3 separate regions of the Mus musculus genome follow, and regions 1 and 2 are each linked to region 3. Evidence: chromatin contacts called from public HiChIP or PLAC-seq and promoter capture Hi-C data. All regions are on one chromosome and are shown on one strand. Each heading gives the region's core, a stretch centred on a gene start, on an enhancer-like site or on the middle of the called end of the contact. The rest is flanking DNA. Distances are from core to core; before and after follow the strand shown.

The links. Promoter capture Hi-C pulls out the DNA fragments that hold promoters and counts their contacts. HiChIP or PLAC-seq counts read pairs in DNA pulled down with a chosen protein or histone mark.
Region 1: a promoter capture Hi-C map of stem cell-derived epiblast-like cells shows a contact between it and region 3, with 5 times the contacts expected there. The contact joins the promoter of Commd2 here to the promoter of Tm4sf4 in region 3. A contact is called at or near these places in 5 of 39 promoter capture datasets (cranial neural crest, embryonic stem cells, hippocampal neurons and 2 more), 2 of 115 datasets of contacts at active chromatin or transcription factors (embryonic stem cells and pancreatic cancer cells) and 1 of 9 other capture datasets (adipose tissue).
Region 2: an H3K27ac HiChIP or PLAC-seq map of heart atrium shows a contact between it and region 3, with 8 read pairs. The contact joins the promoter of Wwtr1 here to the promoter of Tm4sf4 in region 3. A contact is called at or near these places in 4 of 39 promoter capture datasets (cranial neural crest, frontonasal cranial neural crest, hippocampal neurons and 1 more), 1 of 484 Hi-C or Micro-C datasets (cardiomyocytes) and 2 of 115 datasets of contacts at active chromatin or transcription factors (heart atrium and pancreatic cancer cells).

What each region holds. Positions count from the first base shown.
Region 1 is chr3:57,649,486-57,653,550 of GRCm38.p6, reverse strand. It overlaps Commd2 (COMM domain containing 2), which reads left to right and starts at 1,867. Exons shown (of 5, transcript NM_175095.4): 1 at 1,867-1,964; 2 at 2,052-2,129; 3 at 2,778-2,860; 4 at 3,336-3,509. The coding sequence starts at 1,898.
Region 2 is chr3:57,573,561-57,577,231 of GRCm38.p6, reverse strand. It overlaps Wwtr1 (WW domain containing transcription regulator 1), which reads left to right and starts at 1,356. Exons shown (of 7, transcript NM_133784.3): 1 at 1,356-1,631; 2 at 1,975-2,409. The coding sequence starts at 1,979.
Region 3 is chr3:57,423,728-57,427,684 of GRCm38.p6, reverse strand. Tm4sf4 (transmembrane 4 superfamily member 4) reads right to left here and starts at 2,275. Exons shown (of 5, transcript NM_145539.2): 1 at 1,897-2,275; 2 at 1,128-1,217. The coding sequence starts at 2,070.

The DNA of each region.
Region 1 (4,065 bases), core at 618-3,117, 230 kb before region 3:
GGGAGAAACTACAGGCTTACCTGTAGCCCTAGCAGTTGCATTCCCAAACTGCCTACATAAGCCCAAGCACCCCCTTTTCCTTTTGCAGACACTGCCTTCATCCTGTGCCTGCCCTTTCTGTTTGAAATAAAGAGTTCCATCCGTTGAGGTCAGACTGGTCTATTTCCTGCCTCTATAAGCTGTTTCTTTAAGCTGCCTCGGAAATCTAATGTTGTGCTACTTCAGAAATCTAACATTGGTAGTGGAATCCTTACTTCTACAAGGTTCATGGCTCTTGTATAGGTCTACAGTAAGTACCAAGACTCTTTTATAGGTGTAAAAAAAAAATCAAGATATCTTAGTCTTGGGCAGTAGCCAGCACTGAAGATACTAAATAGGCAGGTATCCAATTCCTCACCCCTTGGTGATAGACAATTGTGTAGTTCCTGGGCCTGGGGTAGTTGAAAACATTGGCTCCCTAGAACTCAAGAACTCTTTGATTATTTCTAAAATAATTTTTATGACATTAGGAAGAGACAGAGAGTGAGAAAAGGGAGAGAGGGGAGGAGTGAGTTAATATGTGAACACATGTGCCTCAGTGTACGTTGGTGAGTCAGAGAACAACTCATATGTGTTGGTTTTCTCTTCTACCGTGAGGGTTCCAGGGGTTGAACTCTTGTCTTCAGGCTTCACAGCAAGCAGCTTTTATCCACTGAGCTATCTTACCCACTCAGCTATCTTACCCACCCAGTCTGTTTGAATCTTTACCATCTTCTATCCCTCTTCAGTTCCTAAGAAACTGGTTATTTTACGTTCCCCGCCTCTCAGCTCTCCCTCTTCTGCTGGCAAGAGTCAGGCTGTGCTGTCACTTCTATGGCTTGATGTTCAGAATGCTCAGCTGTCGCAGCTGCTGCCACATGGCTGCTTTTATCATTGCTGCTATAGCACTGTATCTGCTTCCAGAAGTGGGCAAGAAAAGACCCCTAGAGAGAAGCCTTTTATTGAGTCCAAAGTTGTAGCAGCAAGGGATACAGTGTAGGGTGTGTCTATCCCTACCTGCTCATGAACTGAGCAGCCAGCTTCTAAATCTGAAGAAATGGTGTTTGCACCATTTGAAGCAAACCTCACATGTAAACAAAGGTATGTTTGGTTAGCATCTTCCCTTTTGTACTAAGAAAGTGCTCCCTTTCTTGCCTAAGTGGACACGTTCACAGGCTTATTTAGGGATCATGAAGGCTTGTGATAACACAAAGTCCTACACAAACTGTTCAAAACTACCCTAGTTGGGGCTGTATCTTCAGAAATTAATGCAAAGACCTCTGCTCATAGTGTAGTCATAGTGTAGTTTCTTCAAGGTATTTGTGGAGTGTACAAAATAGTCACTACATATATATTTATGTATATATACATGTAATATACGTATACATATATACATATATATACACATATATATACATATACACATACACATACATATACATGAGTATATGTATATACATATACACATATACACATACACATACATATACATATACATGAGTGTTATATACCCAAAACTAGAGTTAGTGATGGTTGAGAACGTGAGTACTGGAACCGAATCTGGTTCTTCTGCAAGAGCAACAAGAGATCTTAACCACTTAACCACCATCTCTCCAGCACTACATATTACACTTTTGCAGGATGGCTCATGAATGAGTGGAAGACTTGTACCTTCAACTCTTTTAACCAGCGTTCACTGCCTACCTTCACTCCTATAGAGTGAACCGGACGATACCGTGCTCCTAGGACTGCCAGCAACCGGAACCCAAAGCATGGGCTGTACCGCGACGCCCGCCGGAACTTCTTTTTGCCTGCACAGAGGTCGGAAGTGGTGAGGGCGGGGCCGGCGCCGGGTGGCAAAGTCTGAAGAGCCGCTAAAATGCTGCTGGATTTGTCCGAGGAGCACAAGGAGCACTTGGCCTTCCTGCCGCAAGTGGACACTGCAGGTAAGTTAGTGCTTGCGGGGTGCTTGCGGCGGGGACAACCCGGGGGACAGCCCGGCACTCACAGCCTGCTGCTGACTTCCGTTGCAGTGGTCGCCGAGTTCGGGAGGATCGCCGTGGAGTTCCTCCGACGGGGCTCAAACCCGAAGATCTACGAAGGCGCCGCCAGTAAGAAAGGGGGAGGACGGGCTCTGTCTGTGGAGCTGGAGAGTGCGATCCATTCTCTTTCTCCGCAGGAGTCTTTGCAGGTCCTAGGGTCTTGTTCCTTGTTCCTCTTAAAACCCCGCAGAGCAGTCAGTCAAGGCGCACACTGCAAGGAGCTGCGCGCTTTTATAACTAGTGTGGAACAAATATCTTCATATTTAAAATGAATACAGTGCCACCTGCCTTTTAGAAATATTCTGGTGCTTAATAAAATACCGCATGCTGAAGAAGTGGAACTGTCATCGAAGTGTTTAGTAAACATTTGCTACCCAGAAACTGCTTTTTTTCTAAGCTGGGGGGGGGGGGGTGGTGGTGGTGGTGGTTGAGATTAAGAACATCTCTACTGACTTCTCCTTCTGCCTGGGTTGAAGGGGCTTTGTGTGTCTGTTCACAGGTTTGTGTTTTGTTAGGCTGACTTGGAGGGAAATAGCCAAGGCCCCTGTTAGTGGAGTGGGTTAAGAAGGAACAGTAGTCTCCGCTTAACTCATTTTTATTGTATAGTTTGAAAACAGAGCAATTGAATGTGTTTATTTTTAAACAAATTGATAATCTGTTTATTTCTTCACCACCCCACCACCACCACCACCACCACCACCACCACCACCACCTTAGGAAAACTGAACGTGAGTAGTGACACTATCCAGCATGGTGTGGAAGGATTAACGTATCTCCTCACCGAGAGCTCAAAGCTTATGGTAAGACTTCTGAGAGCTGTATTGTATCACCCAGATCCTTTCAAACTGGCGCCTATTACAATATTTCTAACTCATAATCGAATTTGTGCAGTATACCAAAACAGTGCTATTGGCGTTATCTAATATGAATTCCTCTTGCCGGTTTAAATTATAATTGTCTCTATTTCTGCATCATGTGCCATCACCCATGTATGTCAGGAGATGGGAGAATGAAATATTGCATTTTTAAAAATGTATCAGCAGTCATTATCTGGCTTGATGGAAAAATATTAAATAAAATTAGGCATCTTAATTTCTTTCCTATTTTAATAAGGTTATTTTGTATATTAGTAACTTGGATTTCAGAATGGTGGGTCTTTAAGGAATGTTCTAAATAGAATTAGAGGATATAATGTACTTGTGTGTGTAGAAATGGTTTAGCATTTACTAGACAAAGATAAATTCCAGTGTTCTGTTGAACTCAATTTACCTTTAGATTTCTGAACTGGATTTCCAAGACTCTGTCTTTGTTCTGGGATTCTCTGAAGAACTAAACAAATTATTGCTTCAGCTCTACCTGGACAACAGAAAGGAGATCAGAACTATTCTGAACGAGTTAGCACCTCGTCTTCCCAGTTACCATAGTCTTGAGTGGCGGCTAGATGTACAGGTATGGCTTTTCCTTTTCTTAAATCTGTTATTTACCAACTTAACCAAGCTCTGGTGTGAAAACGAAAATGTAGATTTTAATGGTCACTTTGGGTCATTTCACAAGTAGCTCATTTCCTTTTATTTCTAATTTGATTTACTGAGTTTAATTTGCAAAGGTTTTAAATTTGTTTTTATTACATGTGTTTACTTAATGTATGCGTACATGAATGTCACTTGTGTAGAGGTCAGAGGACAGCTTTCAGAAGTTTGTCCGAAGGGACTGAACTCAGGTAGTCAGGCACAGTAGCAGTTGTGCAATCTGAAAAGTTGTTAAGAAGTCGTTTAGAAGAAAGTATGGTTTACAAAACAGACTTGTTTGTTTGTGTTGCTTTGGTTTTTGGCAATGCTTAGTTTAAAAACACAGTTCTCTCTTGTACACAAAGAAAAGTGTACAAGTCTGTGTACTCAATATCACATAGTCACAAACTCAAAATAGATGTGACCGTGACCAGGACCCCAGAGACATCTTTTTTTTTACCTCCTATTAATGATTGTTCCTTCCCTCCTCTCCAAAG
Region 2 (3,671 bases), core at 107-2,606, 150 kb before region 3:
TCTACCATGTAGTGTGTGGGATTCGAACTCAGGTTGTCAGAATTGCCTGAAAGGATCTTTTCCAGCTGAGCCACAGTTTTGTTCTCTCTTCTGTCTTAAAGTAAAAATGATGGAGTGGCTTGCATTTGTCCCTTCACCTTGCTGTTAGGTCACAGTTGTCTTCATTTTCCTGTAGCACTGTCAACTGTGGATTTAATTTTGACTTTTATGTCTCTCTTTAATATGGTGAGGCACAGTGCCTGCATTTGATACAATTCTGCTGACAAACTTCCATGCAGCCTTGGCTAAGCAAAGTGCTTTGCGTGTATTGCCTCATTTAACCTATCTAATAAACTTGTCTATTAGAATCTGTGGGTCGGGTAGGGGCTTTCTGGAATGTAACTTAAAAAGCAGCCACCCTTTCTTGGAGAGAAGGAATAGTTGAGCAGCTGGCAGTGGGAAGGGCAAGGCCTCCTCCCTCTTCCCGGCAGCTGTCTTACCAGGCCAGACCTCCTCTCTCCAAAGGCTGGGGTCTCCACCTCTGGCCCATGTCCAGTCGGGTGGGAGGCTGTGTGGCTTTTTCCGGGTCACTGGCACACCCTCTCTATCCTAGCCACCTGCCCCTGTTCCATTCCAGTTCCAGGCTCCCTAGAGCGACCCAGGGACATTCCAATCCTCCCACTACCCTCGCAAACGCCGCGGGAGGAGGGAAGGGGGCGCAATTGCTTGGCCTTCTAGAACGCAGCTTTGTCTCGGCCTTCTAAGGATTGATGAAAGGCTTGAAAGTTGGTAGTTTACAATCGACTCCTCGGTGAAGCCGCATCTTCAGCAACAGCGGCACTTTTTGGGAAACCGTCTCGCAGACAACTGAAAGCCAAACAGCCAAGTTGTCTCCCCAGCAGACCAAATATGGTCACAAGCGTTAAGCAGCCTTCCGTGGAAAGTCTGGCCTCGCGGGTGTCTCCCTGAGCCAGGGTGCGCCCCGGTCCGACCTCTGGCAGATCCGCGCCCCGTGCCACATTCCGGGTGCTGGGCGCTCCCCTTAAGACGAGGGCAAGCGCTCAGGACAGACTCATTCTGGGCCTTGGACCCTCAACCGAGGGCCCTCCGTTATTCTCCGATTTGGTTTTTGTCCATAACCCCTTGATTTAACAGGCTTGAACCATTTTCTCTTTGATCCCGCCCCAAGTCAGTGGTAAACTCAAAGGAATGCAGATAGGCGCTCGGCGGGAGAGGTCGGAGCGGCGCGGCGGGGCGGGGGCACGGTCTCTCCCGAGCTGCGAAGTGCCCAGCCCACCCCCGCCAGCCGGGCTAGGGTGGGAGGAGGAGGAAGAGGAGGGGCGTGGGGCAGGCTGGCTCCGGCCAGGAGGTCATGCATAATTCAACAGCTCCACTTTCGGCCCGCCTCTTTCCTAAGGGTGGGAGTTTGCTTCAAACTTTGTTTATGGGACAGTCCGGGAGCCGCGGCGGCTGCGCTCGTCTACGTCTTCTCTGTCGCCTCCTCGCGCAGTGGGAGCGCCCGAGGCCGGTTCCGGGGATGTAAGAGGATAAGCCTTCGGCTGCTGGGAATCCGCTCGGGATCTGCCAGCCGGGACCGGGTTCCAGCTCGTCAGTTCGGGAGGCGCCCAGGCTTGGCTTCCCCGAGTCCCCAGGTAGCTCCCGCCGCGCCCCGCACCCTCTGTGGCGTCCGGCTCTTAGACGACCGCAGTCGGGACGCCTGGGGTTGCCGGTGGGGGTATTGGGCAGGGGAAGCTGCGACTGGGTCTGGTGCAGGCACCCCCCCCCCCCTTCCTCCCGCGGCTGCCTGCTCAGGGGAGCTTCTCTGTTGCGGGAAAGTTGCATAATCTCGGAGGCCAGGGGCGCCCCCTCCCCCACCGGCTGGTCCCTGGACCCATACCTAACTGTCTCTAGGTTCTCTCTGTCCTTCCCCGGGACTACCCCCTCCTCCTCTGACTTGCACCAAAAGGCTGATCTGATCTTTCTTTTTTCTTGTAGAAAGATGAATCCGTCCTCGGTGCCCCATCCGCTCCCGCCGCCAGGGCAGCAAGTCATCCACGTCACGCAGGACCTGGACACCGACCTCGAAGCCCTCTTCAACTCTGTCATGAACCCCAAGCCCAGCTCATGGCGGAAAAAGATCCTCCCGGAGTCCTTCTTTAAGGAGCCCGATTCCGGCTCGCACTCGCGCCAATCCAGCACAGACTCATCAGGCGGCCACCCGGGGCCTCGACTAGCTGGCGGCGCGCAGCACGTCCGCTCGCACTCGTCGCCCGCATCCCTGCAGCTGGGCACCGGTGCGGGAGCCGCTGGAGGCCCTGCACAGCAGCATGCACATCTCCGCCAGCAGTCCTATGACGTGACCGACGAGCTGCCGTTGCCCCCCGGGTGGGAGATGACCTTCACGGCCACTGGCCAGAGATACTTCCTTAAGTAAGTCTGCCGGCAGTCAAGAGGGGCAAAGTTGTGATGCCCTGGACGCTCGTGTGTTCGTGGCGTGTGTGTGTGTGTGTGTGTGTGTGTGTGTGTGTGTGTGAAAGAGAGACAGAGACAGAGAGAGAGAGACAGAGAGAGACTGAGAGACTGACTCTTCCAAGGTGCTTCAGAGATCTGCTAAGATAAAAAAGTAGGGGATGAATCTCTGGGAGTTGTACTTGACTAGAACAGAGAACGTTTCATGAAGTGGAAACTGCTTAAGCCCTAAGAGATCCAGGCCATTGGAAAACTTAAACTTGGGGAAAGGAATTTTGAGCGACTTTGGCCTAAATCTGGGTCTTAGGCCCTTAGCGCCTTCACTTAAGTTAGCTAGCTCACAGCCAGGTGAGTAGGTGGTCTGGGTTCTTCAGTCACTCAGGAAAAGCAAACCGGAAAAGAACACAGTGCCTGGTGGGCTTTACCTCTCCCAGCTGATGACGTAATGACCACACAGCACAGTAATGTAATTACCAACCGCACTGTAAAGTAGTTATGGGCTGGACCAACAAATTGTGTGGAAATTGGGTCAGGAGTCTTATGTTACACTTGGTAACCTAAAATACCGTCACGGCAGGGCAGTAGTGTGCGTTGTCATCCTTCATGCCCTATCTGCCTAGCTTTTTGAGGTTGTGAATTTTACATTAGATCCAGCTTTTTGAATTAGATCGAACAGAGAAATGTATTCTCAATTGCTAGAGGGAGTTCTTGAGGGAAAGCCGGGGCTGGCACTTGAATTGTTATCAGAACCAGTGAGGTCATAGGGGTCAGGTTAGAAAAGGCCTCCGAAGAAGTTGTGGCTGAGCCATTGGTGTAGAATCACTTCAGCTCGGCTCGGCTGCGCTGCCTGCCCAAAGGGAAGACATCTAAGAACTTGTCTTAAACTTCATCTTACAGCCCCGTTCCTTTGCTGAAGTAGCCTTGCTTTGAAAGGCTCAAATGTAAGATAGCACGTACTATTTTAAAAAATGTAATGCCAAGCTCCTCCTTGGCATTAACTATCTTTGGTCCTTTGATTACCCTCTAAGAATGAGCGGATGGCAGTGGATGCTGTGGGCATATCTGAGACTCATCCTGGTTCCCAGCTCTTCCTCATCCCAAAGCTGTTGACATCACGTGCACTTACTTAGTTTTATGTGTATGTGTGTGCGCCTGGATGTATGTATGTGCACCACATACATGAAGTGCCTGTGGAGGCCAGAAGAGGATGTCTAATTCCCTGG
Region 3 (3,957 bases), core at 1,026-3,525:
TCAAGAATTCAACGTGGGCTTGGGAGTCTCCACGATGGGAGCACGAATCCTGGGAAGCTGGAACAGCTGCATCCCTTGCTCTTCATGAAACCCAGGCTCTACCTCCATTGTATTTTTGCCTTATCATATGCCCAAATGCTTGATAGTTTTTAATCCAACTCTTTCATTAATTTGTATTGCAACTTTGAAAGAAAAACTGACATCATTGCAAACATGAACAGAGTGTCATTAAATGTTGGTCATCAAATGCCCTTTGTGTTCCGAGAGCTTTAGGTTGCTTTCCCTTTGTTACAAAGGAAGTTTGAAGGTTTAGAAACAGCAAAGACTTATCCCCATCAAAATAAGGATTTCTTTCCTTCATAAAATGAAAACAACTGGAGGATAAGTAAAAGAAAACATTCTTTGTTGTTTCGATACGTGTATCTTTATACCAGGGTTTGGTCCATATCTAGGGAATTCTGATCCAGTCCAACTTGCTTATCTTACACTTGGTGTCTTGCCCAGCTGCAGAAATGGGACCTGACCCACATTCCAGCATTCCTCCTGCCCCTCTGGGAACATTAATACCTCCCTAGTCTCTGCTTCACCAACTAAAAGATGGATGGCCGCATGAAAAAGGAGAGGAGATTGAAATCCCAAGGTTGATTCTGAATGGCAGTGGGAAATACAGAGCCTCCATAAAGAGTGACCTTTGCTGTGCTAAAGAAGGGGGCTTAGTTAGCTTTTAGGGAGGGGGAAGATACCATCTTTTATTGTGCCCCAGTATCCTTCAATGGTGATGCAATTGAGGGCTGGAAGAAGGACATGGCTTGTTCAAGTTCTCATGTCTTCTTAGTGGCAAAGGGAAACCTGTGGCTCCATCTTTGCCTTCCTTCTGGGGCCTCACTCTGGTTTTAAAACTCTGGCATCTCAGTGTACTGGTAAAAAATGGATCTACACCTTTATGAAGGCTGTAGAATATATTTATTCTTATTATTCCGTATCAGTGAGAATTAGAGCTTAATCCTGTACCAGATGGCCCAGGAGTCTTGGCTGGGGCTGATTACTTGTTTGGCACACCCATGCTGCCCAGAACAAGCGGGCAGTGAACCCCAGAGATTCTGTCAGCTGATCCCAGAACGACTCACCGCAAATCGCTTCCCACAGCCCTCATTGCCACAGCATCCGCAGCAGTCGTTGTTCTGCAGGCCCAAGAACACAAGCGCAGGGAAGATCATCTGCCGGCAAGAAAAGTGCTTAGACGGTCTGGGGTGAAGGGAAACCCACACTTTTTCTTGCCAGTGAAGACCTCAGGTCTCAGGGGCTTAAGTGGGGCAGGCAAGACCTAACAGCCGATGGCTCATGGCAGCTTTTAGTACAGGGATTCCATTTGGTCAACTTCTGTGAGGAGATTTTAAGAGTAGATAGGCTGAGTTTTTCGTTTACAGGGTGGGTTTAGGGCAAGGATATATTTATACTCAGTGTATAAAAAGCAAGGCCTCCACTACTACAAGCTGGAGGTCCCACGCGTATTTGGAAACAAGGAGATGAAGAAGCCGTGAATTCCTGAATGAAAGCTTACTTACAGCTTCTGTGTCCCTTCATTCTAAGTCAATCCATTTGTATAAAGCACTGTGTTCTGTTTTTAGTTCTTATTGCCACAATTGACTAGAGTAAAATAATCAAGTGGCTATTAGCTTGGTTCTCTGGGCTCAGATGTCTTAGGGTGACTCCAGCCCAAACTTGGGGATGAACCACTTAGTAAACCAAGCTGTCCCCAGCCGCGAATAGAAAGGGGAAGTATATTAGGGCACTACTTTTCATCGCATATAGGTTGTAAGCTTCAAAATGGCATCTCCTGCAATAAGGACAGACGAGGATTTGCCTTCGTGGGAATGTTAAGGTTTCTCTACTCACCAAGACTCCACTTCCCAATATTCCTCCGAAGTACCAGACCTCATCCGAAAGGTGGCTTTTGTCGTTCACCACTTTTCCTCCAGGAAAGAACAACAGGATATTTGCCAGGAGGCCAAACACAGCCAGGGGAATGAGGGTGCCCCCCAGGCACCTGGCACAGCCCCCAGTACACATGCTGGGGGGTCACAGGAAAGCACAGAGATCAAAGGCTCGTCGCCACCAGCTTGACGGTTCTCCTCAGGGATTGCAGCAGCACGTTCCAGTGGCTGTACCGGGGTCAATAAGAAAAGTGGGACCAAATATCAGAGTTCTTTGAACCTTGGAGACACTTCACTTCTCAACTACGGCAGGCCTTCAGTGGCAATGGATATTTATATCCCTGACTCTATGTCTCTCTCTCTCTCTTTTTTTTCCAACCCCATAAATGAGATTACGTTTTGTGCGATCGTTCAATTGTTTTGCCATGGAGACCAATAACCTCTGTTAATAATCCACCAGCACAGACAAGACATTCAAGTTGTTGCAATTGAAGAGAAGGCTGGGACAAGCAGTGCTCAGCACTGCCCCTTTAATTTCATAATGTCTCTGCCCAAATAAAGAAGTATTCCCTGGGCATTATATACATCACTCTCATAACCCACTAATATCCTGATTAATGTTATGACTCCCAAACACTAAGTGATCTGCTTGGCTCTTCCTTGGTCTTGTTCACGGAAAGCCTGAAACACAGGCTTATCCAGATGGCCTTGCTTTCCTTAATAGAGAAGCAATTCCACGGACTTATTGGATACTGCTGAATTCAGGCCTGGCGTTTTTAAAGGATAAAATCAGAACAGCTATTTGTTTTACTGCCCGACTGCTGTATTTCTTTATTTGTTTACTCAATTAGGTAATTAAATACCATGTTCTTCCCAACACGTCATAGAATCGGCAAAACCAACTTTTCTAATTGGATTGTTTTGTTACTTCATACAGAAATAGAAACCTGTGTCTAAAGGGCAAGGCAAGAGAGCCCTGGGAGAAGCTAGATGCTAATGGAGGTAGAGAGGAGGAGACTGGAGGCAGCTAGAAATCGGAAGGGAGGAAGGAAAACAAACCCATGCAGAGGCTTTGCCGCCTTACAGGAGCACGGTTCAGTTACTAGTTTGCTTTGTGTCATTTAAGTTGTCTCAGACACACTTACACCAGCTCCACACGATGCATTGACCTATCCTGGTACTGTGTGATGAGTCAGCCAGAGGACTATGGGGTGAGGAAGAGAATTAGCTCTTTACTGACAGTCTAGAGGTCAAAACTAAGGACAATAAGTAAAATATTTAGGGGTTGGAATTGTTGCAAAAACAAAAATAAAAGCAAAGCAAAACAAAACAAAACAACAACAATAAAACCAAGCAACTGACACCTAACTGTCATGGAGCACTTGCTCCTTGGCAGGGATGGCCAGGGAAACAGTGGACTATGCTTTGCCAAGTCTCCAGGACCACTGTCCAGGGGAGCCGGCTGTGAGAAGGATTATAGAGAGGCAGACACTGAGGTTCATTCTGAAGAGTCTACAAAATGTGCCTTGGTTGTTCTGTATACACACTTAGAGAACTCAGGGCCAGTGTGAGATAAACAAAAACAAAAGGAAGTGTTCACTGAACATCTGCAAAATCACCCCAAAGTACAAATGAGTATTTTTAGTGTTCCCTTCTACCCAGACTAGCATTTTCCATCTAGTTCAAATAGGCTTAGAAAATTCTTTAAAGTCACCCCAGCGGAAGATGATGGGCTAATGCTGTGTGTGTGTGTGTGTGTGTGTGCACACGCGCGTGCGTGCGCACACACCCATGTGGAGATCAAAGGAGGATGCAGCGTCTCCTGCTTTATCACCCTCCATTCATCTCTGTGTGACAGGGTCTCTCTGGGAACCTGAATCTGGAGTCCTCTGGTGTCTCTGCTAGGCTGACTGGCTAGTGAGGTCCAGGGATCCTTCTGTCTCCTTCAGGGGCAGTCACACTTAGACTGAGCTCTGGATGGTGCACTGGCTGTGCTCCCCCTACCCTCGAGTGCTGGGTCATT